Regions from separate parts of the Mus musculus genome. Here region 1 is linked to region 2. The links are chromatin contacts, called in public capture Hi-C maps. All regions are on one chromosome and are shown on one strand. The core of a region is the stretch at or near the end of the contact, and the rest is flanking DNA. Distances in the headings are between cores, read along the strand shown.

Region 1 (3,547 bases), core at 958-3,457, 1.0 Mb after region 2:
GGGGCAGTTTTCCTGTTACTACTTGGTGTGCCAGAGCAAAAAACAAGTCTGTGCTGTGGAGACAAAGATTAGCCGCCCCACTGAGTGTTCTTCGCCTGGGCACACTGGACTCACTAGGGGACCCCCAAGATCCTTCACGAAACAAACTGTGGGTGCGGGCGATGCAGGCTCAATCACTCACAATTTCAAAGTCACACAGAACTGAGTGTGAAAGTCACTCCATTAAGCTCACTCAGGAAGCAGAGGCAGGGGGAGTTCCAGGCCAGCCTAGGCTACACAATGAGACCCCGTCTTCAAAGGAGGAAGAAGAGAGGAGGAGGAATGAAGGAAAGGAAGAAAGAGAGAAAGGAAGGAAGGAAGGAAGGAAGGAAGGAAGGAAGGAAGAAAAGCAAAGCAATAGAAATCGGAGTATGAGCAACCTTCACAGGGCCAAGTGTGGTGACCCATACCTGTCCTGCCACTCAAGACAGAGACTGGAGGATCAGGAGAGAGTTGGAGGTAGCCTGGGCTACAGGAGACCTTGTCTTAAAAACAGAACAGAACGAGCCACCTGGAAGAACTAAGCATCCTAACAAATACCTTGTAATCCCAGCACTGTAGAGCCTGAGGCAGGAGGATGGACATGGCTTCCAACCCTAGTGCCTCACTGGGGGATTCTAGGCAGGTTCTCCACCCCGGGCTCTATCCCAGTCCACATCCTTCCAACCTGGCTGCATAGATCTCAGGCAGTTTTTCACACCTCTGGGCTGTGGACACTGGGCCTGTTCATTGTCTGTGGGACACTATGGGCCCTGCAAGGCACTGTGCAGTCTTAGGCTCCACACTGCATGCCAGGACCTCCTCCCTGATTTGAGAAAGTTACACATGTCCCTAGATGTTACCCAGTGTTCCCTGCACAGCAGAGTCACCCAAGTTCAGAGACAATCTTACACTAAACTGCAAGCTGACTGTGGTGTTTTTGAGACAGTGTCTCACTCTGCAGTCGTGGCTGTCCTGGAACTCACTATGTAGCCTAAGCTAGCCTCAAATTTTCCATTTTTCTGCCTCAGTTTCCTAAGGACTGGGAGAGCACGCCTGCCACCACCGGGGTAGAGATTCTCATTTGCACCCCAGGATGGTGGGAGTCAAGGGGGGTTCCTCATAGTCTTTCTGTGACAGCTTGCACCAGAATGGCCTTAACACATATCTTCCCTGGCAGATACTGCAGGGAGCCTACCCAGGGCTAGCTGCCCTGCCCTCATGAGGAGGTAGGGGGGACTGAGGACTGAGGGACAGCAGCTAACAGATCAAAGCAGAGTCCCAAAGCCACTGAGAGCACTAGACCTGTCTGCAGCTGCAAACCGGTGAACTTGGTGCCTGGTTCCCTGACACCTGGCAACAGTTTCAGTGCTATAACAAGAGGTCCCCCAGCCAGCCACCGTCACCCTCTCTCCCACCTCGCCCCTACCCCCACCCCATCCCACCCCCGCAGTGGAGAGCTGCCCACACACCTTAACACTATTGCCCCTAACACTCCCACAGGAAGTTTCTGAAACAGTCAGTCAACACTGGAGCCTTGTGCACCCCAAGATCTAAGCCTATGTACCCTGAGTCCCTGAGAGGGACACACAGGTACCTTCCCCCTGCTCTATGTCTTTGTCTCCAAGGTGTTGGTACTGTGTGCAACCAAACAGCAAACAGGTAGTGCCCCACTCCTCCTTGACTGCACCCCACTCCTCCCTGACTGCACCCCTCTTCTCCATGACTGAACTCCATTCTTCTCTGTCTGTATCCCACTGTTGTCTGACTTCACTTCACTCCTCCCTTATTGTACCCCACTTCTCCTGACTGTACGCCACTCCCCTGACTACACCACACTCCTGTCACCTTACCCAATACGTATCTGACTGCACCAAACTCAGTCTTGTATGACTGTACCCCACTCCTCCCTAATTGACTGCACCCCACTCCTCCATAACTGATTGCCACCCATTCCTCCCTGATTGCACCCCACTCCTCTTTGACTGCACCCCAACTCTCTCTGACTGCACCCCACTCTTGTCTGACTTCACCCCACTTCTCTGGGCTGCCCCCGTCCTCTCTGAGGCAGCCCACTCCTCCCCGATACACCCCGAGTCTCTTCAGCATGCGGAGCTCACCTGCCTCCAGCCAGTGTCTCAGCAGCCGCACAGCCGAACGCACCGCGGGGCCTAGAGAGGGCTCTTCCATGGGGCGGGGTCTCCCGCGATGAGGGCGGAGCCTCTGTAGCATTCGGACCAATCAGAAGCCAAGGTGGCGGAGGTTGGTCCAGAGGAGGAGCCTAGGGCCGACAGTCTGGTAGGCTTAGCCTTGGGGGCAGGGCGGGGCTTCGGGCTCGAGTGGGCGGGCCAAACCCAGGAATGGCGTCTCCACGGGCCATTCACTAGCTGGAGGGCGGGGTTATGCGTCTAAAGATTGGCAATCAATGGTGCAATCAAAGGGGCCTCTCTGAGGAGAAGCTGCTTAACGTTAGGCATGTACTAAGTCAGGCTTTGTTTTGTTTGGATTTTCGAGTTTATTTTATTGGTGTGTATTTATTGTATGGTATAATGAGTTTCATTATGACGTTTGCATACATTTGTATCCCATATTGTGATAATATTCATCTTCCGCTGAGCATCATTTTAGCAGTAAGAAAACACCGATCAAACTCCCCATCTCAGCCCAGATCTAACAGAACAGCAAGGTCCAGTCAAAAAACCCCATGGGAGCCAGGGACAGGAAGCTCCCTTGTGGTTTTCAAGGAACGAGTTTGAATCCCGAGCAGAGACCCAGGATAGTGAGGAAATACTGATTTTTTATTTGCTTGTTTATCATTTCTGTATTCTGATGTTCATCTCCGGTTTTTTCTATTCTCTCTGTTACTTGGGTTTTTTTTTGGCTTTTGCAGTACTTGGCTTGGGTTATAACTTCAGCCATATATATATATTTTAAGACAGGGTCACAGTAAACCGCCCAGGCTGGCCTTGAACTCACCATGCAGGAGAGGATGACTTTGACTCTCCAGTGGGGGCAGTGGCACCAGGGACTCATGCTGGAAGCCCCAGCCCATGGGTCTGCATTCTCTACAAGTTTTCTTGGTGACCTCAGAGACATCTGGAACATCCCTGCAGGTAACAGCCATCCCAGGGAAAGACCAGTGCAGCCCCTGGGTGGGTGACCTCAGGATTCTGGTGTGGACTGACATTCTGTGACAGACAATCTACTGGCTCGGCTCCCTGGACTCTTGTCATTCCTGAAGGAACCTGGCTATCATCCACACACACATCCACACACATACATGCACACACATATGAATGCCCCCACCACAGACATGCACAGACAGGCACACACATGCACGTGTGCTCACACACACAAACACACACAAACACTGCACTTTATATTCAGAGAAAGCCCAGAACCTTTCTTCAGTGTTCTTCCCTGGCACATCCCATCCAGGCTGTCCCCAGACCCTACTACTGTTTGTGGTTCACCTGGTAGATGCAGAGTTGGGCTATCTTCCAGCACTTGAGAAGATGAGGCAGGAGGA
Region 2 (3,792 bases), core at 319-2,818:
ACACGAGTGTTCAGGGAGCTGGCTGCCCAGGGCAGGGCCCACGGTGTGGAGGACTTCTCTGTGAGCCAGACCACTCTGGAGGAGGTGACTTCGGGCACCATCAAAGGGTTTGAAGGGAAGAGCTGAGGTGCCTCAGGACCCTGGGCTGACATCTACCCCCACCCCATGCATTTCTGCCCCCTCCATGTCTCTGCCCTGCCAGGTGTTCCTATATTTCTCCAAAGACCAAGGGGAAGAGGAAGAGAGCAGTCGGCAGGAGGCTGAAGAAGAGGAGGTTTCCAAACCTGGCCGGCAGCATCCCAAACGTGTCAGCCGATTCCTGGAAGACCCCAGCTCTGTGGAGACCATGATCTGAGCATGCCTGCCTTGGGACTGAGTGGCAAAGCTCAGACAGAGGATCTCTGTACCATACGCTGGCTCCCAGAAAGCCTTGGGCTCTGGGGGAAATAAAAAGAAACTAGAATGAGAATGAGGCCACGGCTGAGTTTGTGTTTTAGGAGTCTTAGCTCTGTACAGTCCCATACACTATCACATGTACAGTATGCGCGTGTGTCCTGCTGTGAATTGCCTGCAACACGGACACTTCCCAGGTGTCCAGTCACACGTATCCTGACCTGCATGTACCTATGTGGGTCTGACACCCAAGGGCGGGACTTGTGAGTGTTTCTGACCGTGAAGTAGAGATGAGGTCAGGCTTGTGGAATGTTCCAGACGGTATAGAGGACCCTGGTACTTTCCTGGCCTGACCGGACCAGAAGCCCACCCCAGAGCCAGCCAGTCTTCATCCTGAGACAACCTCCCAAGCCCACCCCCAGCCATCCAACTATGAGTGGGAGGCACGGGACCCTTAAGGGGCTCCTCGGCTGGGTTTGTGGCTGGACCAGAGCTTGGAGAGCGGGCCTAGGTACTGCAGGCTGCGGCCTTTCTGGGCTGTGTCCCCGAGAGCCACCCAGTGTGCCTGAGGTCAGTGGAGTTTGGGATGGTTAAGGGACATGGTGTCTAAATTATTAAATAGTACCTCTGGGGATCCTGAGACCTGAAGCTCAGAGCTGGGATATAGAGGGCAGAGTGGGAGTGGGAGCTAAGTGGAGGCCAGCAGGGCAGTGGAGCTCCTGGGTTGCTGGATGGAAGCCACCCAGGCATGGCACCTTCAGGTCCTATGGTCCCCAGAAGACTGTAAGGCTGGTGATTATAGGGAATGGGGGGTCACCTGTGCATGGTGAGGGACTCAGGGGGTGTCTGTTTGATCTGTGTGTGAACCTGTTGCTCAGCCTCCTCTCTGGTCTTTCATATCAGTATACACATGACACTGCCTTTCTTGACTGTATGTTATGTCCCAAGCAAGAGTCAGCTAATGCCTGGATCGGGTGGCCACACAGGACACAGGCTGCAAGTGGAAGGTGGCCTGCTGTGGGGAACCTGTGTCAGAGTCAGTGTGCAGAGTCCTATAAGAGCTGACACTTGGGACAGTCACACTGGGGGCGGATCTGAGGTGTCACCTCCCTCCCTCTGCTGGGGAGCCTTTTCCTGTGTAGGAGACTTATGCGCCAATGAGAGCCAAGCCAGTCACGTGTGGCTCTGACAGCTGGGGAGGGGGTGGCCCTGAGCAATGTGGTCCAGAGACAGCCTGCACCAGGAGTTGCAGGACTGAGACCACCCCCAGACTCCCACCCTGCCGTTGCCCGCCTGTCCTCACCTAGGGCCACTGGGGCTGACTCCACCATGTTCTCTCGGAAGAAGCGAGAACTTATGAAAACTCCCTCTATTTCCAAAAAGAACCGCGCGGGGAGCCCCAACCCGCAGTCCTCCTCAGGGGTGAGTGGGGCACAGAGCGGGTGGGGACCCAGGATGACACCCACAGCCTGTGGTCACTGATGGGCATAGCATGCAACTACAACACCATGCTGGGTCCACGCTGGGGGAACCGGGCCAGCTATAGTCCACACCAGGCAGAATGGCCGGCGACAAGGAGTGGCCTGAACCTAGGAGGCCGCATTACGGTAGGTAGGGATGGCCTTGGGTGGCAACCAAGTCACCCATCTTGATGAGGGATGTCCCCGTCGTGTGCCAATGACGGTTGTGGGTAGTGGGTAGAACTGGTATTGGAGTCTAGTGACTACACTGTAATATGGGGTCTGGGCAATTTTAGGGTTCTGAAAGCCAATGGGGAACTGGTGTTGAACTGGGGTGCAGGTGTACAGAGCAGATTGGGGGGGTCTCCAAGTTTCTCCAGGACCTGCTGCTGCCTGCTGAGCTTTTGAGAATTTGTGAGGTTTAGGGGTACCTCTACTAGGTCTGGGGGTGTCCTGAGACACAGGAGCCTGATGATCTTTTCAGGTCACAGAAGTTATCCATGTTTTTAGAAAGTGGACACCCGTAGAGGTATCTGGGGTGGCTACAGGGTTAGAGACTCACAAGAGTCCTCCCCACCCCCACCAGGAAGTGGGGTGCCCCCTCCCTCCTGTGCCCCACAGGCCCCGCCTCTGGCTGTGGTTTGGGTAGGGACGGTTGTTTGTGAAAGCTATAGACAGGAGGATGTTGGGTAACAGGTGGGGGGGGGGGAGCTTAAAATTCTCTGCCCACTGACCTCTGACCCCTGTGAGGACTTTCTGGGGAAACTGAGGCAGTGTCTGGGATGGGGGATCCCCTTGACTCCTCTTCCCTATGCATACCTAGGAGCTGCCCAGGAAGGATTGGACAGAAGCTCCCGGCCTGGAGCCACCAGCCACATCCCTGTCCACGGTAGCCAAGGGCACAGGGACACTCAAAAGACCCACCAGCCTGAGCCGCCATGCCAGTGCAGCAGGCTTCCCGCTCTCGGGCACTGCCACCTGGACCCTGGGCCGTGGGTACCGAAGCCCCCTTTCTGCGGCCAGTCCGGCAGAGTTACCCACTGAGGGAGCTTTCCCTGATGGCGTAGAAGACATCTCAACCCTGCTGGCGGATGTGGCCCGCTTTGCTGAGGGCTTGGAGAAGCTCAAGGAGTGTGTGCTGCAGGACGGTGAGGATCTTCAGAGCAGCACGGAGGGAGGGCAGGAGGTGGGCAGCCTCTCAGCCCAGCACTCAGGCAGGAGGATCTCTGTGAGTCTACACTTGAGTCTTATGCAGGTCAGCCAGAATTACAGTGAGACCCTGACTCAGAAAGAATGAAAGAAAGAAAGAAAGAAAGAAAGAAAGAAAGAAAGAAAGAAAGGAAGGAAGGAAGGAAGGAAGGAAGGAAGGAAGGAAGAAAGAAAGAAAGAAAGAAAGAAAGAAAGAAAGAAAGAAAGAAAGAAAGAGAAAGAGAGAGAGAGAGAGAAGTGGCGCACGCCTTTAATCCCAGCACTTGGGAGGCAGAGGCAGGTGGATTTCTGAGTTCAAGGCCAGCCTGGTCTACAAAGTGAGTTCCAGGACAGACAGGGCTATACAGAAAAACCCTGTCTCGAAAAGCCAAAAAAAAAAAAAAAAAAAAAAAAAGGTAGAAGAAGAAAAAGGGCGGGGGGGGGATATGAGGAGGTTTCAAATAGGATGAAAAGAAGTGCATGTGTCAACTAAAGTTCTGAAGGATGTGTAGGAGTTTGCTGGCGTGCCTGGTCCTACAGGGGGAATGTCTTAGGCATTTGCTCAGATACATAGAAACTGAGGTTGTATGTAAGGAGCACTGTGTGAGGACAGAGGGCTGCAGAGGCAGAAGGACCCTGGCTGCAGCACTGGGGGACTGCAGAACACGGAAGGTGTTAAAGCAGAGGCCACGGGAGGTACTGGAAGTGAGTGGCCCCGTTCCGTTTTCTCCTGCATGCAGTTGATGATGGC

The links. Capture Hi-C pulls out chosen DNA fragments and counts their contacts.
Region 1: a capture Hi-C map of macrophages shows a contact between it and region 2, with 5 times the contacts expected there. The contact joins the promoter of Gng7 here to the promoter of Arhgap45 in region 2. A contact is called at or near these places in 1 of 39 promoter capture datasets (pre-B cells) and 1 of 9 other capture datasets (macrophages).

The regions. Positions count from the first base shown.
Region 1 is chr10:81,012,718-81,016,264 of GRCm38.p6, forward strand. It overlaps Gng7 (guanine nucleotide binding protein (G protein), gamma 7), which reads right to left and starts at 2,208. Exons shown (of 4, transcript NM_010319.3): 1 at 2,139-2,208.
Region 2 is chr10:80,015,104-80,018,895 of GRCm38.p6, forward strand. Arhgap45 (Rho GTPase activating protein 45) reads left to right here and starts at 1,569. Exons shown (of 23, transcript NM_001142701.1): 1 at 1,569-1,815; 2 at 2,677-3,001. The coding sequence starts at 1,723. Abca7 (ATP-binding cassette, sub-family A (ABC1), member 7) reads left to right here. Exons shown (of 47, transcript NM_001347081.2): 46 at 1-84; 47 at 203-469. The coding sequence ends at 355.